Linked DNA regions of Mus musculus: regions 1, 2, 3, 4, 6 and 7 are each linked to region 5. A link is a contact called in public HiChIP or PLAC-seq data. All regions are on one chromosome and are shown on one strand. Each heading gives the region's core, a stretch centred on a gene start, on an enhancer-like site or on the middle of the called end of the contact. The rest is flanking DNA. Distances are from core to core; before and after follow the strand shown. Region 1 overlaps Smim14 (small integral membrane protein 14). Region 2 has its middle 12 kb from the start of Ube2k. Region 3 overlaps Chrna9 (cholinergic receptor, nicotinic, alpha polypeptide 9). Region 4 holds the start of Smim14 (small integral membrane protein 14). Region 5 has its middle 27 kb from the start of Pds5a. Region 6 has its middle 12 kb from the start of Gm32556. Region 7 holds the start of 4930480C01Rik (a long non-coding RNA gene).

Evidence for each region. HiChIP or PLAC-seq counts read pairs in DNA pulled down with a chosen protein or histone mark.
Region 1: an H3K27ac HiChIP or PLAC-seq map of acute myeloid leukemia shows a contact between it and region 5, with 5 times the contacts expected there. The contact joins two enhancer-like sites. A contact is called at or near these places in 1 of 484 Hi-C or Micro-C datasets (nephron progenitors), 2 of 115 datasets of contacts at active chromatin or transcription factors (acute myeloid leukemia and pancreatic cancer cells) and 2 of 9 other capture datasets (adipose tissue and pancreatic islet).
Region 2: a contact with region 5 is called in an H3K27ac HiChIP or PLAC-seq map of embryonic stem cells, with 19 read pairs. The contact joins two enhancer-like sites. A contact is called at or near these places in 7 of 39 promoter capture datasets (fetal liver, frontonasal cranial neural crest, hematopoietic stem and progenitor cells and 3 more), 2 of 484 Hi-C or Micro-C datasets (embryonic stem cells and nephron progenitors), 9 of 115 datasets of contacts at active chromatin or transcription factors (the SCID.adh cell line, bone marrow-derived macrophages, effector CD8 T cells and 6 more) and 2 of 9 other capture datasets (adipose tissue and liver).
Region 3: an H3K27ac HiChIP or PLAC-seq map of embryonic stem cells shows a contact between it and region 5, with 5 read pairs. The contact joins two enhancer-like sites. A contact is called at or near these places in 5 of 115 datasets of contacts at active chromatin or transcription factors (embryonic stem cells, microglia and stem cell-derived neural progenitor cells) and 4 of 9 other capture datasets (adipose tissue, liver, macrophages and 1 more).
Region 4: an H3K27ac HiChIP or PLAC-seq map of microglia shows a contact between it and region 5, with 4 times the contacts expected there. The contact joins the promoter of Smim14 here to the enhancer-like site in region 5. A contact is called at or near these places in 2 of 15 datasets of contacts at CTCF or cohesin (CD8 T cells and the NIH/3T3 cell line), 1 of 484 Hi-C or Micro-C datasets (nephron progenitors), 11 of 115 datasets of contacts at active chromatin or transcription factors (the 230-238 cell line, astrocytes, bone marrow-derived macrophages and 8 more) and 3 of 9 other capture datasets (adipose tissue, liver and pancreatic islet).
Region 6: a contact with region 5 is called in an H3K4me3 HiChIP or PLAC-seq map of bone marrow-derived macrophages, with 2.7 times the contacts expected there. The contact joins two enhancer-like sites. A contact is called at or near these places in 12 of 39 promoter capture datasets (the 3T3-L1 cell line, 3T3-L1-derived adipocytes, the C10 cell line and 7 more), 9 of 484 Hi-C or Micro-C datasets (CD8 central memory T cells, the N1E-115 cell line, bone marrow-derived macrophages and 5 more), 6 of 115 datasets of contacts at active chromatin or transcription factors (the 230-238 cell line, the NIH/3T3 cell line, bone marrow-derived macrophages and 3 more) and 2 of 9 other capture datasets (adipose tissue and liver).
Region 7: a contact with region 5 is called in an H3K27ac HiChIP or PLAC-seq map of T-cell acute lymphoblastic leukemia, with 2.6 times the contacts expected there. The contact joins the promoter of 4930480C01Rik here to the enhancer-like site in region 5. A contact is called at or near these places in 2 of 15 datasets of contacts at CTCF or cohesin (the NIH/3T3 cell line and large pre-B cells), 9 of 484 Hi-C or Micro-C datasets (the Ba/F3 cell line, the G1E-ER4 cell line, the N1E-115 cell line and 5 more), 12 of 115 datasets of contacts at active chromatin or transcription factors (the NIH/3T3 cell line, T-cell acute lymphoblastic leukemia, bone marrow-derived macrophages and 5 more) and 4 of 9 other capture datasets (embryonic stem cells, liver, macrophages and 1 more).

Annotation. Positions count from the first base shown.
Region 1 is chr5:65,474,055-65,477,805 of GRCm38.p6, reverse strand. All of the region lies in intron 1 of Smim14 (small integral membrane protein 14), which reads left to right. Among named protein-coding and RNA genes, the nearest start is that of Smim14, 17 kb to the left of the region's middle. Within about 2 kb of position 2,110, at least 48 of the 459 cell types and tissues checked have an H3K27ac peak or open chromatin away from gene starts, as enhancers often do. A contact at or near this core is called in acute myeloid leukemia, where this site is marked.
Region 2 is chr5:65,523,371-65,526,987 of GRCm38.p6, reverse strand. It overlaps a transcript of Smim14 not described here. Among named protein-coding and RNA genes, the nearest start is that of Ube2k, 12 kb to the left of the region's middle. Within about 2 kb of position 1,932, at least 23 of the 459 cell types and tissues checked have an H3K27ac peak or open chromatin away from gene starts, as enhancers often do. A contact at or near this core is called in embryonic stem cells, epiblast stem cells and stem cell-derived epiblast-like cells, where this site is marked.
Region 3 is chr5:65,974,380-65,977,734 of GRCm38.p6, reverse strand. It overlaps Chrna9 (cholinergic receptor, nicotinic, alpha polypeptide 9), which reads right to left. Exons shown (of 5, transcript NM_001081104.1): 5 at 249-1,029. The coding sequence ends at 488. Among named protein-coding and RNA genes, the nearest start is that of Chrna9, 8.9 kb to the right of the region's middle. Within about 2 kb of position 1,719, at least 10 of the 459 cell types and tissues checked have an H3K27ac peak or open chromatin away from gene starts, as enhancers often do. A contact at or near this core is called in embryonic stem cells, where this site is marked.
Region 4 is chr5:65,490,704-65,494,169 of GRCm38.p6, reverse strand. It overlaps Smim14 (small integral membrane protein 14), which reads left to right and starts at 1,287. Exons shown (of 5, transcript NM_133697.4): 1 at 1,287-1,434.
Region 5 is chr5:65,723,612-65,727,012 of GRCm38.p6, reverse strand. No RefSeq gene overlaps it. Among named protein-coding and RNA genes, the nearest start is that of Pds5a, 27 kb to the right of the region's middle. Within about 2 kb of position 2,067, at least 335 of the 459 cell types and tissues checked have an H3K27ac peak or open chromatin away from gene starts, as enhancers often do. A contact at or near this core is called in the 230-238 cell line, the Ba/F3 cell line, CD8 T cells and 24 more, where this site is marked.
Region 6 is chr5:65,929,841-65,933,594 of GRCm38.p6, reverse strand. No RefSeq gene overlaps it. Among named protein-coding and RNA genes, the nearest start is that of Gm32556, 12 kb to the right of the region's middle. Within about 2 kb of position 1,619, at least 16 of the 459 cell types and tissues checked have an H3K27ac peak or open chromatin away from gene starts, as enhancers often do. A contact at or near this core is called in the HPC-7 cell line and bone marrow-derived macrophages, where this site is marked.
Region 7 is chr5:65,950,042-65,953,917 of GRCm38.p6, reverse strand. It overlaps 4930480C01Rik (a long non-coding RNA gene), which reads right to left and starts at 2,575. Exons shown (of 2, transcript XR_376988.3): 1 at 2,459-2,575; 2 at 1,711-2,040. It also overlaps a transcript of Chrna9 not described here.

The sequences.
Region 1 (3,751 bases), core at 861-3,360, 250 kb after region 5:
TCCTTCAGTCTCTGCTCCACACTTTGTAACTCCTCCCATGGGTATTTTGTTCCCCCTTCTAAGAAGGATCAAAGTAGCCAGGAGCTGGAAAGAATCCAGATGTCCCTCAACAGAGGAATGGATACAGAAAATGTGGTACGTTTACACAATTGGAGTACTACTCGGCTATTAAAAACAATGAATTCATGAAATTCTTAGGCAAATGGATGGAACTAGAAAATACCATCTTGAGTGAGATAACCCAGTCACAAAAGAACACACATGGTATGCATTCACTGATAAGTGGATATATTAGCCCAGAAGTTCGGAATAACCAAGGTATAATTCACAAACCACATGAAACTCAAGAAGAGGGAAGACCAAAGTGTAGAATTCTTTTAAAGTTTAAGTTTATTTTATGTTCTTTTTTTTTTTTTTTCTTTTTAGCTACATGTACATCTGTGAAGATGTCAGAAGTCCAGGAACTGGAGTTACAGATGGGTATGAGCTGCCATGTGGGTGCTGGGAATTGAACCCAAGCCTTCTAAAAGAACTCTCAAAAGTGCTCTTAATAGCTCTGGCCACCTTTTTGTTTGTTTTGTTTTGTTTTTTGTTTTTTGTTTTTCGAGACAGGGTTTCTCTGTGTAGCCCTGGCTGTCCTGGAACTCACTCTGTAGACCAGGCTGGCCTCGAACTCAGAAATCTGCCTGCCTCTGCCTCTGCCTCCCGAGTGCTGGGATTAAAGGTGTGCGCCACCAGTGCCCAGTAGCTCTGGCTATCTTGCCAGCCCCCAAAATAGAAGTCTTTAGAACATACACATGTAAATTCAGAAGACACAGTTTTGAGAGATATACTTGTGTTGCATCTAGATTAACCCAGAACTCACATTCTGGCTCATGCGGCCCTTATCTTCTCATACAGTGGGGCCTACCTGTTTATGCTATTCTCTCCCTCACAGTACACTGAGACATATTATTTCTGTCCCCTAGGCACATAACCTGTAGGTAAACAGTTATAGAATGCTTTCAAATACCAAGATGGTGAGGATTTGGGCTGTTTGTGTTTATCTCTTTATAAACAAGTGTCCTTTAGTTACTAAGTGACAGGGTGGCTTAATGTATAGGGCTTTGGTTTGTTTTGGAGTTTTTAGGCAGTAATTGTGTGTGTGCATGTGTATGTCCATGTGTGTACTCTGGTACATGGCATGGCCGAGGGCAGAGGACAGCGTTTAGGAGTCAGTTCTCTCCTACCTGGTGGTTCTCATGAACTCAGGTCAGGTCGTTTGGCAGCAGCCTTTCTAGCCATCGCATCAGCCAGCATTTAAAAAAAAAAAGAAAAGATGTAATTTACTTTTATTGGGGTGTGTATATGTGTGTGTGTGTGCTTGAGTGTGCATGAGAGCTTGTGCTCTACATGAATGTAGGTCCCCTCAGAGGCCAGAAATGGGGATGCAGTCCCCTAGAGCTGGAGTTCAGCATGGGTGTTGGGAATCTACCTTGACTACTCTGAAAGAGCAGCTAGTAGTCTTAGCCACCAAACCATCTCTCTAGTCACCCAACATTTTTTCAGCCAACATCTCTCATTCACATGTATGTGCAGATATGAACATGTATATGAAAATATACATACCCATGTGCCAAAATATAATTTCATTCAAATAGAAAAATAAGGGGAATTATTATCTTCTGACCACTATGATTATTTCAAATACTATCCCTCTTTTCACTTCCCCAGTTTAAATTCTGGCTGTGTGCAAGCCCTGCATAGTTTTTTAAAGCCTCAACCACAAGAATTTCACATTGAACATGGAAATTTCTAGCTTCTTTCTTAAGAGGAAACTGAAAGTGTCACCCCTCCTCCCCTCCCGAGTGTGTGTGTGTGTGTGTGTGTGTGTGTGTGTGTGTGAGAAGACAGAGTTTCTCTGTTTAGCCTTCTCAAGATCCCTCTTGGAGTAGAGAACAAGCATTTATTGAAGAAAGAGAATCCATGATCGACAAAAGAAAGGTTGAATGAGGATGAATATTTTTAGAATAAAGTCTCAAAAATTGAGGAACATTCAAGCTGCAGTCATGTGGGGGCCTTGGAGCAGAGAACATTTTTTTTTTCCTGGTAAGCTGGTCAGACTGGCTTTGACCAGACATCCTGAACATGGAACCTTATGGCTTTAGCTTCCCAAAAAGCTGGAACTATACCTTGTGCCCCAGACCCTACTCTAAAACAAGTATTTTGAGAAGAGTCTTAACCGTATAGCATGTCTGACCTGGTATTTGCTGAGTACATCAGCCTGGCCTTGAACTCCTGCCCCCTGAGATTGAGGGTATGGGCCACATCCCTCCCTCCCTCCCTCCCTCCCTCCCTTTCCATCCGTCCGTCCGTCCGTCCGTCCATCCATCCATCTATCTATCTATCTATCTATCTATCTATCTATCTATCTACCTACCTATCTCATCTTTAGACCAGGTTTCTCAGTATAGCCTTGGCTTTCCTAGAATTCTCTGTAGACCAGTAGTAGTATGGCTTTGAACGAGAGAAGTACTTACCACTACCTCCCAAGTGCTTGGATTTAGATAATTTATTTTTAATGTTATTTTAAAATTTACTTTGTGTGTTTGCATCTGTATGTACGAATGACTGTATATATGAGAGAGAGATCTGAGTGTGTGCATGCACGTATACTGTGTTGTATCTGTGGAGGCCAGGGGAACAGTGTGGGAGTCGGTCCTCTCCTTCACAGTATCTTGGTTCAGGCCCAGGCCATTAGGCTTACAGAGCTTGTGCTACACATGCTGAGCTCGTCCTTCCCTCCCCTACTTTCAAATACAACGTTGGAGCCACTTAGGTCAGAGAAAAGCAAGTAAGCTGTGTATGTCTGTGTGGGCAACGCATACATGTACCTGCGTGTGTCTCCAGGCCAGAGGAGGACATAGGATTCCTTGATGTAGAATTACAGCCAGTGTCAACCACTTGACATGGCTTCTGGAAACCAAACTTGGGTCCTAGAGACAAGCAGCAAGGGCTCTTAACCATTGAGCCATTTTTCCAGCCCTATAAAAAAATTCTTAATTTTACATGATAGGTGATTAAAAGCTAATAATAGAGAATACCCCTGGACTCAGTTAGACAAAAAGAATTTGAAAAAGGATAAATTGACAAGATGTTCAGTGTCATTAAAATTTGGGAAGAAAAACCAAGAAACAGTTTTGGAGCCTTAACATCCTAGCAAAGGGTTTTGTGGTGTTGCACACCTTTAAGCACTCAGGAGACAGGCAAACAGATCTCTGCGAATTCAAGGCCAGTTTGGTCTGCATAGCCAGTTGCAAGCTAGTCATAGCTGTAAAGCGAGATCTTGTTCAAAAAGAAAATTAATGGTTTCAGTGTAGTGTGCCCCTTGGATGTTCTTGAACATCTTAAGAGATTGTGTCTTAGGAAAGAGTTTTTAAAATAGATTATGCTCACATACTAGAGTAGTAATATCTGTGTGACTGTATTACTATATAGTTAGCAGTGTATACCCTGTGCTGTTGATAAAAGTGGCAAAGCTCTTGAAGGAAAAGAAAAGCGTTAAGTTCTTTTTATATAAGCCCTTAACCTGAGACATGTTAGTTTTAATATTCTATTCTAAAATGTGTGAACATTAAGATGGGTACTGCAGTGTTTTGGCAAGGCCTTAAGTGCAGAGTTTGTATTTTTAGGTTTCACATAAAAGGGTGTAGAACCAGGCTGTTCCTCTGGTGCCTCTGGGGCAAGACAGTGGATTAGAAGAAGGTTGCCA
Region 2 (3,617 bases), core at 683-3,182, 200 kb after region 5:
ATATCAAAATACATTTGGAATGTTCTGAAACCTACCAAATAAATACTGTAGTCCAGCCTAATTCATTATCTGTGTGAAGTTAGAGAAGCTGTAGGTGATGTCATTTGTATCAAGCCCAGGTCTATGTGTAAAACTGTTGTGAAAACGGCTTACTTTGCCCTGTGTTGGTGAGCAATGAGAGGATTCCTTTTGACAGAAGCTTCATGGCTCAAACACAATAATCATGGTCCCAGTGGGGGGAAAAATGTTTCAAACTATATAAAACAAAGAAATCAATAAGTAGTGAGAAATGCAAAGGAGGTTATGACAATATTTTCTTTTGTTGCTTGGAGACAGGGTCTCACCATGTGACTCTGGCTGGCCTGGAACATGCTGTGTAGACCAGGCTGCCCAAAATGCACAGAGATCTGTTTGCTTCTGCCTTCCAAATGTGGAGTTTGAAACTGCACCACCACATCTGACTACTTTTGGTGAAGACAACTAAAAAGGATTTTTATATGACAAAATATTTGTACAGTAGGATAGGATTTTGTCCTAAAGTGACTATGACAGTATAACACTGCTGGTGTGTATGTGGGGGGGGGGGGTTCTCTGCTTGTGACCCCAACACTTGAGAAGCTAGGGCAAACTGCTGCTAGTCTCAGAGCCTAACAATAAGCCAGGTGTGATAGTGCATACCTTTCATCCCAGCAGAGGGAGACAGAGGCAGGTGGATCCCTTGTGAATCTGAGGCCAGACTAATCTACATAGAAACAGGCCAGCCAAGGTTACACAGTGAGACTGTCTCAGTGGCCCTGCATTGCCACCGTAAACCATAGTCAGAGCTTCCCCCAAAGGAAGCTCAAGCACGTATATGGAAGGTCCTTTCGGAAAGGAACCAGCTCTAAAGCATCCTGATGTAGAAATTAAACTGGCCATAAAACATAATCACCTTGGGCATTAGATACAACCTAAATTGGCATACAAAGTAAAACCTCCTTCAGAGACCAGTTCACTGGGGGATTAGATCGACTCGGGAAATAATCTGTCTATTGTGAGGGAGAATTCCTGAAAAGAAGCTGTGTCTACAAAGTCTGATTGACTGACTAAAGGCTCAGCGCCTGGAGAGTTTGGAATGTTGCAGGTCTAGGACCTAATTAGAATGTAACTTGGGCTGTCTTTAGCACCCCGCAAGGAGCTTTTCATTGCCCACCACCTGTGTCACACCGAACCTCCCCCTAAGCTGATGAAAACTTTTGAACAGAACTTGACAGAAACCTATCTCCACCAAGGGACTAAACAAGCCATCAGAGACCTATATCTTTCTCATGTTCCCATCAATACATTGTTTAAATGCCTTGATTTATTACTTTCTTTGTTCTGTTATGAAAATTTGATGAAACTGCTTCCACAGTGGGCCATGCTATTTGGGGAGATCCAAATCCTGGGTCAAGATCATTCATTTTTGACTCCAGAATAAACTCTTATTCCCAATAGATGAGAGCTGGATTTTGTGTCAGTAATACTTGTGCCTTTTTGTACCTTACCTGAAGCTTAAAAAACAGATCAAGTGCCACCTTTAGGATGCAAACTAAGCAAGTGCTGACACATTCAGGACCACTCTTTTAATGTTTTGAATTCCTTCTCTATGTCCTTGAGCTGAGCATATTCAAAGAAATGTCTCTCATCTTCCCTTCTTGATTTAAACTAAGTAACCCAGGCCTCTCTGTATGAATATGTGTGGGCTGGCCAAAAAAAGTCTCCAGGATTCCTTTGTTCAATGAAGCAGTTTGGGAATAAACACAATGCTATTTTATCTCTTGGTGTGCTTTGCTGTGTATGCGTGTGTTTCTTGGAATCAAATCCATGGCTTTATGCTAAGTGACATGACATAATACCTGACAGAAACAACCTAAAGAGGTGTATTTTGGCTCGTGATTCAGGGGATACAGAGCAATCATGGCAGGGAAGGCGTGGTACACGGTGACTCAACCATGATATTTGGAGCTTGTAGTACAACTCATTACATGCTGGCTGGCAGATCAGAGAACAGAGTTTCTAATGGACCTGCAACTGGACCATAATCCTTAGGCCTCCCCACTAGTAACCCACATCAGCCAACTAAGCATTACTACCTAAAGGTTCCACACCTAATGCTGCTAGCTGGGCCCAAGTGTTCACATACATGAGCCTGGGAGGACAGTTCATGTTCAAACCGTGACACAACTACTGAGCAAACACTCCACCACTGAGTTCTTTCCTCTGCTCACAGCATTTTGTGTGAGGACCATAGTTGATCCTGCATCAGTTAGGTTATAGTTGGTATAATGGGTCCTACCAATCATTGCTGTGTAGCTCTTACACAATAATAAGCAAGTGCTTAGAGTAGTAATACTAAATGGTAAGTGATGATTGTGAGCATGTATTTAAGAAGTTCTAATTTTATTTCACTTGAAATACAGGTAAATCGGGTTCTCCTCATTGGGTATTGGTGCAGCAGGGTTTGTTGTTTTTAAGTGCACATACCAATCCATTGAGTCACTCTATGATCAGCCTCTTTAGATTTGTACTCAGCTTATTACCTCCTAATCACCATCTTTTTTTTTAAGATTGATTGATTGATTGATTTAATGTAAGTACACTGTAGCTGTCCTCAGAAACTCCAGAAGAGGGAGTCAGATCTCCTTATGGATGGTTGTGAGCCACCATGTGGTTGCTGGGACTTGAACTCAGGACCTTCAGAAGATCAGTCCAGTGCTCTTACACACTGAGCCATCTCACCAGCCCCTAATCACCATCTTGTTATCTACAAGTTAGTTTTATTTTTGAGACAGGGTCTCACTATGAAGCCCTAGCCAGCCTAGAACTCTGTGTACATCAGTCTATCACTAATTGTTATCTACAAGTTTAATAAGCATTCTTTGCTCTTTCATAGTAAACCATTTGAGAAAATGGTTTGGTTTTGTTGTTTTGTTTTGTTTTGTTTTTGTCTGTTTTGTTTTGTTTTGTTTTTAGAGACAGGGTTTCTCTGTGTAGCCCTGGCTGTCCTTGAACTCACTCTGTAGACCAGGCTGACCTCAAACTCAGAGATCTACCTGCCTCTGCCTCCCAAGTGCTGGGGTTAAGGCATGTGCTAAGAAAGCGCATTAAAGCACTGCCTGGCTAAGAAAATGTTTAATTAGTAAAACTGCAGAGATTTTTTACAAAGGGCTAAAGAGTTATATTTCAAAACAAGTTAGGTGATCACCCACCCTTCTTACCATTTAATATCTGATCAGATGCCTCTAAAAATAAGGATGTAAAGCCACATTATTTTCTTGATCTATTTCTATAGGAATAACAGTGATGAATAACAACAATGAGTACGGGCTGGTGTGATGGCTCAGTGGGTAAGAGTACCCGACTGCTCTTCCAAAGGTCCAGTGTTCAAGTCCCAGCAACCACATGGTGGCTCACAACCATCCGTAACGAGATCTGACGCCCTCTTCTGGTGTGTCTGAAGACAGCTACAGTGTACTTACATATAATAAATAAATAAATCTTTAAAAACAAACAAACAACAACAACAACGAGTACATAGCCAGGCTAATCTGTTTATTTTGAGATAGAACTTCTCTCTGTAACCCTGGCTGTCTTGG
Region 3 (3,355 bases), core at 470-2,969, 250 kb before region 5:
GGGCACTGACTGTTCTTCCGAAGGTCCTGAGTTCAAATCCCAGCAACCACATGGTGGCTCACAACCACCTGCAATGAGATTCGAGGCCCTCTTCTGGTGCATCTGAAGACAGCTACAGTGTACTTATGTATAATAATAAGTAAATCTTTTAAAAAAAAAAGAATTACATAAACTGAGAGCTGCCACTCCCTAAAATGGGAGGCTGTGAGGGCCACCTCTCCCCATCATGGGAGGTTGTGAAGAGGCTCCTTTCTCACTTTCTTCCTTCATCCCTTTATCCTTGAAAGTTTTCATCTCCTGCTTGATTTAACCTGACACGCAGCTACGATATTGATTGAAGTTAAGAATAAAAGCATACCGAACCTATCCCTAAATTATGTATGAACAGCAATTGAACTCAAACACTGGTGGAGATCACACGTGAAATTTATTGATTTTTTTTTCTCCAAATATCGAATGCCTACCAACCCACTCCTCCTCTTTCTTTCTAATCTGCTCTTGCTATGATCAAGACGGTCATGACAAACACCATAGCGAAGAAAATCCACATGAAGAAACGGTCTATGACCTTGGCGACCTTCTTCCACTCGCTGCCCTTGGAGTTGGTGGCCTTGTGGTCCTTGAGACATTTGGCAATGTATTCAATATTTTTTGTCAGTGCTTCATAGCGTGCACAGTAGCTGTCAGTATTCTGGGGGATCCCACCCTGGTACCCTAGGTCATTCTTTAGGAGTTTTCTCAGTTCCTTCTTTCTGGAAAGGTCTTTGTTTCTGGATGCTTTCAGGTTGGACCCTGGAAGTTTGCCATAAACCTTCGTGATTTGTTCTGGCTCCTGGCTGTGACGGGGGCTAAGGCAGCTCTCACCCACATCGTAGACAAACAAGATCCTGGACATGTATTTCAGGATGACCACCTTGGCCCAGTGTGGTACTGGCCGGGCTTCCGCCCCACAGAAGTGGATATTCATCACCATGATGGTAAGGGCTGTGGAGGCGGTGATCAAGGCCATGGTAGCTATGTAGTATTTTCCTGGAATGAAAGGAACACCACCAGCTAAGTTCATTTTTATATCTCTTCATATTCAATGAAAAAAGAACCAGACACCATTCCGAAGAAATAGGTGTACCCTGGTGGTCAGCAGTAGAGTCTTTCTTATCTGACTTTCTAAGTTTGAAATCCAGAATCATTACCCCGACTAGACTCAGACTCAGACCCAAAGCAAAGTGTGTACTTGAACTTTGTGCTCTATAAAACAAGCGTAGTCAGTCTCCAACTTACAAAGGTACAGGAGCCATAACAGAAATGACACTCTCAACCACCCTGGACTGTGATCTAAACAGCTCACCAACGTTTACCAGCATGTGAAAAACCAGTCCAATCTCATCCAACAGACAACAATGGCCCTTGACTGTTCTTAGAATACCCCCAGGCCTCATGGTTATGGAAAACAATCCCTATAGCCTGAGAAAGGAGACAACTAGCAGCTGTCCTTAAATGTGATTTCTTTGCCTAAGGCAAAAGTACAGGAAAAGCGGAGAAGGAAGAAAGACATAGGAAGGTACATGTAAATGAAATAAACACTGAACAAAACAGGCAAAACAGACTAGCAATTAAAGCCGAAGGATGAGATGATTCCGCGGGTGAGATCACATGCTCTATAAGCACCGGAACCCGAGTTTGAGTCCCCAGCATCCAAGTAGAAAAGCACATATGGCTCCGCGTGCCTATGCCTCCAGCGCTGGTGGGCAGAGGCAGGCAGAGCCCCAAGGCTCACAGACCAGCCAGCCTAAAGGAAATGGTGACCTTCATGCCTCAACGCGGTAAGATGGAGAGCAAAAGGGAGGTCTGCCCTTGCCTCAGCAGGACCCGGATGTGAGTGAATGACCATGGGCCCCCACCCGCAGCCCCAACCCCAACCCCACCTCAGCCCCGCCTCAGCCCCCCCCCCCCCAATCCCCAGCCCCAGCCCCACCCAGTCCCCACCCTCATTCCCTACAAACAAAGCCAGGGGCAGGCTTTTGAAAAGAGGAATAAGACTGGACCAAAATATACATCTGTAATCTCAGTATCTCAGGAAGTAGAAGCAGAAGGATGCTTGTGCCAGGAAGTAAGGGTTAGCCTGGGCAACATTAGAGCCACTTTCAAAAACAGAAACAGTAATAAAATTGATAAATCTTTTGTTGTTTGTTTTGTTTTGTTTTGTTTTGAGACAGAATTTTTCTATGTAGCCCTGCTGTCCTGGAACTCATTTGTAGACCAGGCTGGCCTTGAACTCAGAGATCTGCCTACCTCTGCCTCCTGAGTTCTTGGATTAAGACAAGCACTACCATGTCTGGCAAACAGCTAAATCTTTAATAAGGTCACTCATGGGGAGAGGAGAGGAAAGCAGGAGTTTTAATCCTGAAAAATGGTAAGAAAAGAGTAGTGCCTCATTTCTCCTACAGACATATTTGGAAAGTTTTATGTAATAAAATTATTTAATATATTTTTATTTGTATTTATTGATTGATTGGTTTTTTTGAGACAGGGTTTTTCTGTATAGCTCTGGCTATCCTGGAACTCACTCTGTAGACCAGGCTGGCTTCGAACTCAGAAATCTGCCTGCCTCTGCCTCCCAAGTGCTGGGATGAAAGATGTGCGCCACCACCACCCAGCATTATTTATCATTTTTTAGACAAAATTTCAGATTAGCTCAGACTGACCTTGAATTTGTCACAAAGCTGAGGTTGATCATGAACCTCTCTCTAATCCTCTAATTATGGGCGTGCATTATCATGCTTGGTTGTATGTGGTGGTGGGGATTGAACCCAGGTTTTCTTTCATGTTAGGCAAGAGCCCTACATGGTGACTTTTTATTTATTTATTTTTCAGTAGTTATATTGAATTTGGGACTTCCTACACATTAGTCAAGTGCTCGTCCATTGACATGTATCCCCACTCCCCAGAGTGTCGTGATAGATCATGAAAAAGTAGGCTTGGGTTAAGGAATCCAAAATTTGAGACAGGAAAGCCCACTGATGTAATTCACTGCATTAATGGGTGAAAGAGAAAATGTATATGGTTATCTTATAAATGGAGACAAGACACTTGGAAATTGCCTGGTCCAGGACAGCGTTGACAGTCCTGTGACAAATGAGCCGTGAACAAACTTATTGACGACAGAGGCAGAGTAGTGTGTGTTAGCTTTACTGTGATATAGCTGCAGCGGCAAGACAGAGAGAGACAAGGGAGAGAAAGCGAGGGGTAGCTTTTATGGGGTGGAGACTTGAGGGGACAGCCAGGCAGTGAGTGCTTCAGTGGAGTCCCTGGGTTTATTGTGGTTAGTGACAGCCTGGCCTTGAGGTAATTCTGCTTT
Region 4 (3,466 bases), core at 38-2,537, 230 kb after region 5:
TGTTTTCGCTGGTCGGGTTTTGTTTTCTTTTCTAACTTGTAACCTTACCAAAGAAAGCAGGCCATACCTCAGTAGAACACGGATTGTGAACCATGTAGCCAAAGACAGACTGTGCAGCACTGTTTTAAAGGGTTTTGTTTTTCTTTTTTTGTTGTCAGATTGTTAAACTATTAGGGAAGAAAATGAAATTCCAAGTGGATGTTTTCTGCCGTTCACTATTTTTTGTCCAGACTTTAGATTCTCAGGATAATTTTTTTCTTGTACTTTCTTATAAAAATATGCTTAGTTTCGTCCAGAGTTCCTCGAGGTCATTGGATACATCTGTAGAATTACGGCTGCCACAGCTGCTTCCAGAGGTGCTCTTTTTGCTTATCAGGCTCCACACTTCAATTTGCTGGTATTTCCCGTCCTTTCTTACATGGGAATTAAGCTGTCTTTGGATTGTTGAAATACTGCTTCCTAACTTCCAAGCCCAAGAATGGTGTGCTGCTACCTCCTTTGGCCACATTCCCTCCTCCACTAGGAGGGCAAACCCATGGCTAGGCTCCCCTCACTTTTAAAAACAAAAAACAAAAAAACCCAGACATATTCTATGCTGCACTGGCTGGGCTCAAATTCACATACTCCCACCCACTCCCCCAGGGTTTCTCAATGCAGCCCTGGCTGTCCTGCAACTCGCTCTGCAAACCAGCCTGTCTCTGCTTCTGCTGTTGAGCCATCACATCCGGCTTCTAACATCTCTCTTTTAAGGTTAAGGTTGAACTTAATTTAGGTCTGTTTTCCAATCCAAAATCCGAACGTCATCAGGATCACTCATCCCTCCCCACCTCCCAGCTGACATGCTTCTGTAATCTTCGAGTTCCGATTTTCACGCGTGCCTGATGATGAACTCCCACCGCCACCTCTGCAGGTAGACCGGGTCTCAGCAGTCATCAATTTGTGCGCGCGCCCCTCCGCCTAAGTATGACTAAACACCGCCGTGGACAGAAGCCATTCCCTCGACAAACAGACAGACACGTCAGATGATCATGACCACGGAAGACAGCACGGAGGCGACGTGGGACAACTTAACAGCCGGGTTGCCCTTCCTTCTCGGTGGAGCAACCCCACCCCGCCACACCGGAACTGCCTCCCCCACGCCGGGCGCGCCCACGCACGTCAGCGCCGGAGCTGCGGGAGCCGCCCCCCTCCGACGCAGGTGGCCCGCGCGACACGCGCATGCTCCCTAGGTAGGGTCACGAGCGGCTCCGGGTGCTACAATCTGTTGCGCCGCCCTCGGGGAGCCCGCAGATCCGGGTCTCGTGGCTAAGAGTGACGTGGTCTATCGAATCCAAACAGAGGGGAGGAGGCCGGCGGCCAGCAGCATCGGCAGCGACAGCGGCGTCCGGAACGCTCCCGGCCGCCACCCTCCCCGCCCGCCGCTGTTTTGGGCGGGTGAGTGTCCCGTCCCCCCCTCTCTCCCCGGCCCACCGCCCTCCTCGGCGACCCTCTTGGCGTCGCCACTTCTGTGGCCGCGCGCACCCGGGGACCGCTGCGGCGGAGCGGGCGCCTTTGGCTGGGCGCTGCACCCGGGGAGCCCGCAGCCGCTGGCCCGGCAGCCTGCAGCTGGGCTGCACAGGCACCCGCAGTCCGGGTGCTTTCACTTTTAGGGCCCCATAGGCGGCGCGGGCGTGCAGGGGGTTAGGGACAGTCACCCCGAAGGCCGGGCGGTGGCGTTTGCCTGGTGGGTTCGATGAAGTCACCCGGACGGGGCCCTTTTGTTGTGGTGTGTTGGTAGCTGCCATCCTAAAAGCCAGAGCTCTTCTTTAGCCTCCATTGTGTTGCGGATTTAAAGGATTCCCCTTTTCTGTTGGTTCAGTTCTGTTGGTTCAGTACGTGGAGCCGGGGCTGACAATGGAGCAGGTAGCAGCACCGTTATCGGAAGGAATGCAGGGCAACAGCCTGGCAATGGTTTGAGATCCGTGTCGCTGCTTAAAGCCGAAGTTTTCCGAAGTGGCTGCTTAAACGTTAGGATTTTAGCCAAGATGATACTTGCTAACTGTAGCGAGGCGGCAGGATGCTTTTAGTTGCCCCAGTTGGAAAAGCCGAGGATGCGGCCTTAGTAATGGAGTGCCCTGGGTTTACAGCTGGAGCGCCTGATGAGCTTCAGGAAGCATTTATACCTGCATGTGTGGAAGACACCCTCCCGATTTTGTGTTGTGGTGTCACTTGGCAGCTATCCGTACCAGAATTGGGAAAAACCTACAGTTTACCAAGGGTTCTAGTCTGGAAACGCTCGCTGCCCTGTGTCTGCTGTGGAGGTTAGGGGAAGCAGCTGCGTGCTCCTGCTTCAGGTGACTCCCTGCTCGCGCAGATTCCTTCAGTGTAGCCGCCCACCCTTTTGCCCTCCGCACTCAGACCAGAAAACCAAGCCTGGATGTTCCATCGTGTTTTCGAAAAGGGACATTTCCCCCTCTCCAAGATACTTATAGTGTTTCTGTGGAAAGCAGCAGGAAGGAACGAGGAAACAGATTGATTGCTGTCCATCAAATCTGGGAAGAAGTCTTAGGAATTTAGACCCCTATCTTTGAAGGGTGTGCCCTTGGGCAGTAACGGACCTCGTATCAAATCTTTTCCTCCTGTGTAGATCATGGATTTTCCCTCTTTTTTTTCTCCCATACTTGGAATCTTGATGATATAGACAAAGGAGAATTTTCTTTTTGCACTTCCCCCTTTTCAGATTTTTTTAAAAAACCCTCACCCTTTTTACTATTCTAAAACAATATTTTTTGTTTTGTGAGATGTTTTTGTAGTGATTGGAGGAGATGTTTATAGAAGTACATGAGGAGGAAAGAATGATAATCGCGTCTCTCCTCTTGCCGGAATGTTAGTTCATATCCTTCAAGATGCTTTTGCAATTGCTTTACAAAAATATGGTATCATACTACATTTGTTATTTACTTATTTATTTTATTTAATGTTAATGGGTATTTTGCCTATATGTATGTTTGTGCACCTTGTGCATTCCTGGGTGCTCAAGGAGGTGGTGGATCCTTGGGATTGAAGTTACAGAGGATTATGAGTGGCTGTGTTGCTGGGAACCAAACCCAGGTCCTCTGGAAGAGTAGTTAGTGCTGTAATCTCAGAGCCACCCCTCGCTGTGGCTTTACATACCGGTACTTTTTTGAGTTATGTATGTATGTATGTATGTATGTACGTATGTATTTGCAGCTATGGCCTATGGACCTTTTAGGGTGAAATTCCACCATGTTGGAAAAGCAGTAGTTATTAAAGCCATGGTGTGGAAAGTTTTCCCCCTATGTCTCTTGGTGATACTGTGAGATTTAGTAAAACAGACACCGAATGGCGTGTAGGCTTACTTGGCTTGTTAAACAATCCAGGCAGCAAGTGCAATGTGGAATGTTACTGAAGTTTTTTGTATCTAATGACTTCACAGGGAAGTTTAGGTTTAACCCTTAGTTATACT
Region 5 (3,401 bases), core at 818-3,317:
CAACTCCCTCAAACCCTCAAAACAGAAAGGAAGAAAGAAAAGGAAAAAAAAATCTATCCACCAGATTGGCATGTGGGCAAGCCTGTGCTACATTTTCTTAATTGATTATTGATGTGGGAGGGTCTAGCTCACCATGAATAGTGCCACCCCTGGGCTGGTGGTTCTCGGTGCTACAAAAAAGCAGGCAAAATGAGCCACAAGAGTAAGTCATTAAGGGCTGGTGAGATGGCTCAGCAAGTAAGAGCACTGACTGTTCTTCCAGAGGTCCTGAGTTCAAATCCCAGCAACCACATGGTGGCTCACAACCACCTGTAATGAGATCTGACGCCCTCTTCTGGTGTGTCTGAAGACAGCTAGAGTGTACTTATGTATAATAATAAATAAATCTTAAAAAAAAAAAGAGTAAGTCATTAAGCTGGGCGGTGGTGGCGCATGCCTTTAATCCCAGCACTTGGGAGGCAGAGGCAGGCAGATTTCTGAGTTCAAGGCCAGCCTGGTCTACAGAGTGAGTTCCAGGACAGCCAGGGCTATACAGAGAAACCCTGTCTCAAAAAACAAAACAAAAAAACAAAACAACAAAAAAAGAATAAGCCATTAAGTAGCACTCCTCCATGGCCTTTGCATCAGCTCCTGCCTCCAGGTTCCCACCCTATTTAATCCTGTCCTGACCTTCTTAGACAATGGACTGTGATAGAAGTATAAGCCATATAAGTCATTTCCTCACATTGATTTTGGCTATAGTGTTCTATCACAGCATAGAAAACTCTAACTAAGACCTTATCTTAAAAAATAAAGGTGACTGCCCAGGCATGAGAGAATATGCCTTTAATGCTAACCCTGGACAAACAGAGGCAGTCAGATCTCTGCAAGTTCAAGGCCAGCTTGGTCTACATAGCAAGTTCTAGGCCAGCAGGGATGTATATGTATATGTGTATGTGTATGTATATGTATATGTATTGAGATCCTATCTCAAAAATAAGTAAATAAATTAATAGGGAGGGTTTGAATAGATGGCTCAGTAGTAAAGAGTGAATATTGCTCATTTCTCAGCCTCCCCATTAGACAGCTCACAATCACCTGTAATTCTATCTGTATGAAATCTAATACCCAGTGGAACCCCATACTCACGCACATACCTATGTATAGATACATATACATATACCTAATTAAAAATAATAAATATTTTAATTCTTTAAGATTTATTTTATGTGTATGTGTTTTGCCTGCACATATGTACACATACCAAGTGTGTGTCTGGTGCTCCGTGGGCCCATTAGATCTCCTGAATTTAAAGTTACAGATGGTTGTGAGGCAACACGTAGGTGCTCTAATTGAACACAGATCCTCTGCAGGAGCAACAAGTTCTCTTAATCACTGAGCCAGCCATCCAGCCCCATCCTCCCACCCCCAAAATTTTAATGGTAGAAAGTAATTAACTAACTTCAGGCCTCCACACACATACATATGTAATACCACACACAAAATTAAAACTACAAATAGATTAGGGGAAAAAAAAACAAACTTGTGCTTGTTAATCATTTATCAAGGGGAATAGAAACAACGTGGAAAATTTCAGGCAACAAAATCGCTGTAGCTTGTAAATGTATTGTTAGTCAATAAATTCTGACATTGTGGAAAGACACAAACATGGCAGTCTATGGTTGGAACATAGCAGACTCCCAATACCCAGGCTGGCCTCAAACTCTCTCCTGAGAACATGAGCTTCTGGGCCCACCAGTAATGACTTTTGGAACTCCCATGGTGACACTATTAACCTTAGAATCACTTAGTAGGTTGGTATTTAAACTAGCCAGATTCGGGTTTATGTTTTTTTTTTTTGTTTTTTTTTTTCACCGTTACCCAACATCTCTAAAAGCCTTTCTCACACACGTTCCCTGGATCTCTGATGGTATAAACGTGTCTATTCAAACAATTCTTTCTAGCCCAGTATACCTCTTCACAGGTTTCAGTTGCTACCTCACTTTTAGAGGCCTGCTGGGACTTGAATCTGGTTACAGATCTAGAAGCAAAGGGCGGTTACCAGTTACCGGTAGAGGTCGGTCTTGAGATCTGGCCTGCCTATTGCATTGGAAAGAGAGAACAATTTCCTCCGGCTATTCAGGCTAAACAGCACGAGGGTGGCTGTGTGAATGTGTGTTGGGGGTGGGGGGAGTCCCGCCTACAGCACGAGGGTGGCTGTGTGAATGTGTGTTGGGGGTGTCCCGCCTACAGCACGAGGGTGGCTGTGTGAATGTACGTGTTGGGGGAGCAGGGGGGTGGAGTCCCACCGAAGATGCAAAGATCTCTCACTGGCAATGGAGATTCAGCAGACTAGAACAACCCAAAGCCCTGAGCGCCTCCAGGATCTTCCCACCCAGTCTCATTCCTATTTTGTGCAGGAAGTAGGTGCTTGGGGGTGGAGATGGGGGCGGGGGTTAGGGGGAATGACAGAGTTTCTGGAGGTCTCTTTAAAAAACAAGGAGGAAGCAGCTTCAAGAGAACTGGACTGCCTTCCGGCCGGTTTTTTCAGTTCTTTCTCGGTTCCCTGTTGAGCCGTAATTTTACTCCCGGGGAGGGGGCGGGGCGGGGCGAGGGGGGCGGTGTCTATGAGGCGCCAGGGAGCCTATCACTATCCATCTCTTGCTGTCTACCTGTATCTCAGTAGCTTGCTCACTCTAGAGACTAGGTACTGTATCTCATTAGGTGTAAATGTGGTCTATCAGTTTTCTTTAGTCTGTTTTTGTGGTGTTGGGAATTAAACTTAGTACCTCAGAGATGCTAGGTAAATGATCTGCCACTGAGCTACATCCTCAGTCCCGAAATTCACTCTGTAGACCAGGCTGGCCTGGAACTCACAGATTCCCCCTGGCACTCAGGAGGCAGATACAGTTTGTGTTTGTTAGTACTTTGTTCTGTGTTCTTGGACTTAGACTGATGACATTTTTTTGGATATTGGACAGACTAAAAGACAAGTTAGTTACTCTTTGCTTCTCTGCATGACCCACTTGTAGGGACTTTTTGACTTGCAGGTGATCAAAGCAGTAGAGGAGAGAGTCTTTAGGCCAGGATCCTTCAGGCACCCGGACCAAGGGCCCTTTATAGTTACCTAGAAGAATCTAGTGGAGGAGCCCTCCCCCCACACACACACCTAGATAAAAGCCTTTCTTTCTCAAGAGCCACCTCACAGGTTCTGACCATCAGGAAGAAGGAAGAGCAGGAGGAGGGATCCGGACCTAAAATTTTGATCCTCCAAGATCCTTCAACAGCGGACCTGTTACTCTAAGACCCTCCTCCTCCAAATCTCCCTACCCTCGCCCCCAAGGCCTCACCAGTGCCAGTACCATTTCTGGGATCCTCAGCCCATATGAGACCAAGGCCATTGCACCCCCTTTTACTGGAGG
Region 6 (3,754 bases), core at 370-2,869, 210 kb before region 5:
AATATATTAGTTAGAAGACAAATGAAAGGATGGAAGAGATGGATCCGTGTTTATGACCATTTACTATTCTTCTGAAGACTCAAATTTGGTTTCCAGCTCCTGCCAGTCAGCTCGAAACTTCAGCTCCAGGGGATCTGATGCCCTCCTCTGGCCTATGCAGGTACCAGCACACATGTGACTCTCTCTCTCTCTCTCTCTCACACACACACACACACACATACACACAAATAAATCTTTAAAAATAAATACAACTGGGCTGAAGAGATGGCTCAGCGGTTAAGAGCACTGACTGCTCTTTCAGAGGTCCTGAGTTCAGTTCCCAGCAACCACACAGTGGCCCAAAACCTTCTGTAATGGGATCTGACACCTTCTTCTAGTGTGTCTGAAGACAGCTAGAGGATATTTATATACATAAAATAAATAAATAAATCTTTTTTTTTTAAAGATGCAATTGAGGTTATATATAAATGGAGTCTTTTTCTTTTCTTTCTTACATGTCTCAGGCTGACTTCAAACCCACTATGTAGCTGGGGATGAATTCCTGTCTTTATGTCCTCTGTCCTGGAACTTCAGTATGTGCCACTGTCCTTGGTTTACTGAGGATCAAACCCAAGGCTTCATACATGTTAGGCAAGCTCTTTACCAACTGAAACACTACCCTAGCCTCGGAGTTCATTTCTCTGATATAAGAATCTAAGCAAACTTTTTACAGATCTGGTGGTGGAGATGATGACCCAGGGTGATGGAGATCCAGTTTCTACCATCTTTTGGCTCTGCAAGTCTCAATGTATAGCTTTTGTCTTGAGATGTCAAACGGCTGCTCTGGCTTCCACTATTGTTTCTATAGCTCATCTGACAAGAAGAAGAAAAGGAGCAAGAGGTGACATTATACCTTTCTTTAAAAACATTGCTAAAGGTTCCACACATCAGTTCCACTGACTAACAATTAGTCATATGTCCATACCTAGCTGCAAGGGAGCCTGGGAAATGTAGTCCTATCTGGGAAGTCATAAACCTAAAACTATTGTGCTAATAGAAGGAAAGAATGTACTAATGGGCAACAGGTAACAATCTCTGCCCAAAAGACCAGACAGGAAGGTAAGTCAGTGAATCCTGCAAAGTATGAACCATAAAGCATGGGGGAATCATAACACATAAAATTACATGTATTTATGTATCTTCTATTTACCCATGTACTTATTACATATGTGTATATGTTGGGGCATTGGATACCACAGCATGTGTGTAGGTCAGGGAACACTTGTGAGAGTTGGCTCTTTCCTTCCACCGTGTAGAACTTGAGACTCAAACTCAGGACATTACACTTGGTAGTATGTTCCTTTATCCACTGAGCCACCTTGCTGGTCCCTAGGGACTACATTTTAAGGGGTACCTCTTTCATCCTGGATAATACTGTGATGCAAAAGTTGAGGTTTTGTGCCCACATCTGCTGATGTTCAAAATAAGTCGGAAATCAGCCTTTTAGCAAATAAGATCTCCTAATTTTAAAACATTGGTTTAAAAATATATTTTTAGAGCACCATTAAAGCTAATATTTGTGGGCTGGATACAGCCCAAGAGTTCCCCTTTGGGGCTCTGTATAAGATATGATTTGCATAGAGGCGCTAACTGTGCTTAAATCCCTGCAAATTTTCTGAACTACAAAATTAGAGCTACAAGACAAACAGGGTTAGTAAAGAGCTGTGAGAGAGACTGACCTTCCACAGCAAGTCATTTGCTTGGCTTGTGGGTCAGGCACTGGAACAAAAGAAAATCATGAGTTAGGCACAATTCCATCCTTCAGGTATTAAATGTCACCTGCAGATGTGAAGCAAATCTCAGTCTGGGTCAAAACGACAGGAGTCGTTCACTAATGACACATGAATTGGAGAAAACAGACAGAGAAGGTACAGTGCCAGCCATGGAAAGGTGTCCCTTTGTCTCCTGATGTTGGAGGTATAACTGCCACCTGACGCTGCTCTTCTGGATTCACTGCCACGTTTACATTTCTTGGCCAATCGGAGACTAAACAGAAAACCCATTCTCTCCCAGGCCAGGCCAAACATTTCCTGTAGGCCTAAGACTTCCCACAGTCTCCTTCCTGGTTTTATGTAGTCAGAAGTCACAAGTTTAAACCGCGTCCTCCTGCCTCTTCCTTCCCTGTCCTTCCTCCTCTTCTCAACTCATCTAATACCATCTTGGCATTTACTTCTCCTCAGCCCTCCGCAGACATGATAAAAGCGCTAATGGGATGAACGGGAGCTAAAAATAAAAGGAGCACGTGGGAGGGGCAGGAAGAGACCCCTTTGATATCAACTAACAGATGGAGCATTTTACTGATCACGTACTAGGATCAAGGGCCACATAATACAGCCTTACAGCCTTTAAGGTAACAAAACAGAGTTCCCCACAGTTTGTGTGTATGGAACAGCTTATCCAAAGTCATCCTCCAAGAGGTGGTGGGCAATGATTCAAACCCTAGCGTGCTCAGCTCCAGTGCTCAGCGGCACATCACCAACTACTTGTACACCCACTTCCCAGTTCCATTATATTCAAGTACTCCCAGCACTGTCTTCCTGACTTTATCTGTGGACAGCAAAGGGACAATCATGAACTCCTTTTCAGCTGATGTTTGCTGGATTCGTTGTTGTTATCATTTCTTTGTTCTCTTGGACAGGGCTCACTCTGTAGCCCAGACTGGATTTATTTATTTTTTTATGCATATGAGTATACTGTAGTTGTCTTCAGACACACCAGAAGAGGGCATCAGATCTCATTACAGATGTTTGTGACCCACCATGTGGTGGCTGGGAATTGAACTCAGGTCCTCTGGAAGAGCAGTCAGTGTTCTTAACCACTGAGCCATCTCTCCAGCCCTCCATTTTTCTAGTACAGGGATTATGGACACCAGTTACCACAACCAACTTACACTAATTGTTTTAGTTTGTTTTGTTTTGTTTTGTTTTGTTTTGTTTTGTTTTGTTTTGTTTTGGTTTGGTTTGTTTTGGTTTGTTTTGGTTTGGTTTGGTTTGGTTTGTTTGGTTTGTAATTTTAAGCTCACTGCCTGGCACAGTTGGTCAAGTCTGTTTGTATGCCTTCTCCAGCAGCTGGGACAACGTCACTCTTAGTCTTTCTGGAATAAACCACTGAGCTTGGCACTCTGAACTGGTGTGGTGGACTTTGAATCGTTGAATGGCTACCTTGGCCAGGGAACTGCATCCCCAGCCTCCTGCAGAGAACAGCTGGGGTGAGATGCTTATAGAACATCTCACTGAATTTGTCAGCCTGTTGGGCTTGTCTCAAACTTTGCCTTTGGACCACTTCCTTTGGACCCCGCTCGAGTCTTGTTTACTGAGCCTTTGTCTTTCTTGGCCAAATTTCTTGTCATCCTTCAGCTGTGGGAAGGCTGGGAGGTAGTAATAGGACTTCAGCTTACCTAATATATTGGACCAGAGAGAGAAAAAGGAGAATTCTAAAATTTTGACTATGTTTATTTTAAAAGGAAACATGATATTCTTAAAATAAATGGTGAATTTCTATCCCCTCACCATGATTTAAAGGCAACCCTAACAGTACTTGTAATAAAAATAATAGAATCAAACTTTATTTACAAAATGTTATAACTTTTGTCATTCAGTTCTGTTTTTTGTTTTGTTTTGTTTTAAGACATGGTCTTTTGTAGCCTAGGCTGGCCTCAAACATACCACACAGCCAAGGCTAGCCTTTAATTCCTAATCTTACTGCTTCTGCCTTC
Region 7 (3,876 bases), core at 1,326-3,825, 230 kb before region 5:
TTTCTCTAGTATTACCCTCTATTTTCATGCTGTCTTTTTTATCCCTTATTATTTTAAATCTATTTTTTGTGTACAATGCATTTTGATCATATTTACCAAATCTCTCCCAACTCCTCCCAGATTCAAGCCTCTCTCTTCCCTATTCACCCAACTTTAGTTGGTTTTGTTGTTGTTGTTGATGATGATAATTTATTTTTGTTTTTGTTTTCCATCTAGCCCAATCTGCCCTACACATATACCCTGAGATATAAGGTCATCCACTGAGACATGGTGGACCAACCAGGGGTCACACCCTCAAAGAAAACTGACTCTCTCTCTCTCTCTCAGCAGCTATAGATTGCCAGGGATGGGGCTGGGTCCACCTCTGCACTCCGCCGTGCTTGGATTTTGTCTGGCTTGAGCTTGTGCAGATCTGGTGCAGGCTCCCACAAACTGTTCAAGTGTAAAACTGTTGTTGTATGTAGAAAAGAAAGTGTCTTTTGATTTGACATGTGTACTGTACCTGACGCTCCACCTGGTTCTTTCTCTGTTCCTGCACGACGCGTGAGGTAAGGCCTCTACTTTAAAACACAACACAGGAAGCCCTGTTTTTCCCTTTGTCTTCTCTCAGGGATTTACTTCCTGCCACCCAACATAGATTTTCTAATAAGAGGGGCCTGCTGCCCTCTTCCATGCTTCCATGTTGTACAGACTGTCCCTTAGCCAAAAACATTTCCCCTTTCTTTGCCCAACGAGCAAGGCCTTTCTCTTTCAGGGCTCATTTTGAAAGTCATGTAATTAAGGATGCCTTTTCCCCAATCTCCCCCTTGTCTCAAGGACGTTCTTGAAGTTACTGGTATATCAACCTAGCATTCCTACCTCTTCTTCAATCCCAGTGTTGCGTGATTTCTCTCCCCAAACCCATGCTGACCCATTTCACATATTGTCTTCACAGCTCCATGCCAGAAATATAAGAGGTAACCAATAAACACTCATGAAATACAGGACAGTCTTGGCCAGAGTCTGGACTTTCAGAGTGCCAACAGAGAGAGCCTCTCCCACAACACACCTCCTCAGGCAGTCTTGCTTGGCCTCCCGTGAACAGGAGTGCTGCCTTGTGTCCACCTTGGGGGACATAGTAGCTGCACTTTGGGACTTAGGCTATATTGCATGTGTGTCTGGGGAGGACCTGGTTCCCTAAAGGGCAGCCTTGAGAGGCCAGGTGTACAAAGGAGTAAAGGCTCTGCTAGAGACACCAGGTACTTGTTCCCACCAGCATCACACGCAGCTTGTCAGAGCAGATCCCTGCTTGGCCTCGGAGCTGGCAGGTTCCAGGCAGAATGGAAGAAGCTAAACAGATGTGGGCTCCACCCTAGATCCAAATCCAGAAAAACAGCCAAGTCAATATATGCACAAGACTGTAAGCTCCTGGGCAGAAGATTCCAGGTTTACCTACCTCAAACTGCAACACCACAGGAATCAAGGATTGTGGTGACCCTTTTTAAATAAGAATAAATGTTTGGCCAAGGAGAGGTGGCTAGAGACGTTTACAGTGTGAACAGACACTAGGAAGTCAGTTCTGTAAGAATTTAAAGACTAACCCAAACTTAGTGGCAGAGGCCTGTAACCCCAGTATTTGAGAGGCTGAGGCAGGGGGATCGTGAGTTTTAGACCAGCCTGGGCTGCATGGCAAGAGCCTGCCTATACAAACAACAACAAAACTCTCGCTACTCAATCTGTACTGAACACATTTATTGAAAGCAGAGCACAGGGCTCATAAGAGAATATTTGCTTTATCAGTGCGTTTGTGGACTGTCTGGAAAAAAAAAAGGCACACTTGTAAGCTAAGCTGTGGTAAACGAGTTAAGTATTGCCGAGGGAGTAGACCACAGGGGAATGGGGTTGATTTATCTTCCCGATGAGAGGTTAGGAAAAGAGGGAGTCCATGGAGCCCCAGGCTGGGATGTCACAGGAGGCAGAGATCACGAGTCTCTAGAGATTCAAGGGCATGTGTCAGTATCTGTTGGGTCCTAGAGAGACCTCATGGCAGAGGCCACCATACTGCCAGACAAGAAGCCAGAGAGAGAATTAGACTTTCACCACAAACCACTGAAAAGTCCCTGAATCCCCTCCAAGTGAATTACCCCTAACAAACCACTGACCATCTCCGGGCCACTGCACTACTCTCAAATGTTCTATGTCATCCTTTACTGGCCCACTAGGGGGCGTAGCTTCCAGCATAAACCTTTAAGGGAACACTCAAACCACATTCAAACTGAAGCAGGCTGCATTTGTCACTCAAGACCGTGAGACATGGAGATGTAGCTCAGTCATACAGTGTTTGCCTACCATACGGAAGCCCCCATCACTGACAAAAAAACAAGAAGAGTAGTGGATAAGCACAAACCTATGTAGGGTCAGCCTATGTACGATAAGCCCAGAGTACAAAGATGAAAACGTGCCTGTCCTGAAGAATTACCTCATAAGAAAAGGCCGAGTAAATACTAGTCCTTCTATTTGTCTGATTTGCCGTAACAAAATACTTAGGGCTGGATACGTTGTAAAGAAAGGAAGGTTATATAGCTCACAGTTCCAGTATCTTAGGCAGCTGCATCTCCTGAGAGCCTTTGTGTTGTGTCATAACATGGCAGGTGACATCACACAGTGAGAGAAAGAGAAAGAATATGAATCATGGGTGCGTAAGGAAGCAATAAAGTGAACCAAGACCAGCACCACCCCCCATTTCCCCCACCCCCTCCCCATCGCCCCACCCCCACTCCCAATCCCCCAGCTACATAGAGTTCCAGGCCATCTTGGACCATGTGAGATTCTGCCACAAGAGGGCCGAGCTCTGACACTATTTTTTTCAGAAACTCGCCTTTTCTTGCTGAAAATATAGTAGTCAATGTCAACAGAATACACTTCCTGGGCTGAGTAACGCCTTCTGTGGGCGCTTGGGGGAAGAACAAGGGCCCTGGAAACAATAAGGTTCTTGGCTCCGCCCCCTTCAGAGTCCACAGTGAGGGCCAAGGCTTTTATTGCCCTGGTTCCAGTTTTCAGTGTTTCCTCTCGATTAAAAGCCCCCTGGCTGCCCAGGATTGCCTGTAATGACAGTAAACGACTACAGAGACTGTGAAGCAATCTTTTCACATCTTAAGATGCAATCTGTCTGGCACAGCCCCTGGCGGCCTGAGTTCACGGCAAAGCTATTGTGGTGTGCGTGGGGGCATTGGCTTTGGCTCCCCCCCCCCCCTCGGTTTCCCACACCCTCTGAAATGACTGAGATTTCTGTCAGATTTCTCGCCTATGACAATCCTCATTAACTCAGTCATTTATTAGTAATAAATTAAAAAAAAATCGTTGGCAACTGTCTGCCCCTAGGGTCACAGTAACTCAAGTCCCCATGACCAAAACTGGGTGGCAAAGCTTGTTTCTCCTTAGCGGGTCTGCATTCATCCAGTGCAGTTTCTCGAAGACACGCACACACGCTGTAGCAACAATGGCAGTGACCATGAGTTCCCAAGCCCGTTGCCTAGAAACCACTCCTTGTTTCTGAAACTAATTTAAACATGAGAATTCAGCTTGTGACTCAGGCCAGCCATGCATGGCATGGTTTTCTCTCTCTCTCTCTCTCCTTTCTTCTTTCACATCACAAAATAATACATGCTTATTCCAGAAAAAAAAAAAAGAAAAATATGAAAACAAACGATCTAGAGGCACAAAAAGTCTCCTATAATCTCATTATCAGAGACAACCACTGTTGTCTCTTGGGGATATTTTCTCTTTATTTTTACTTTTCTTGGTTTTTTTTAGTGGTTTGCCTGTGTGCATGTATGTGAACCATATGTGTTCCTGGTGCCCTCAGAGGCCAAAAGAGGATGTTGGGCCCCTTGAAGT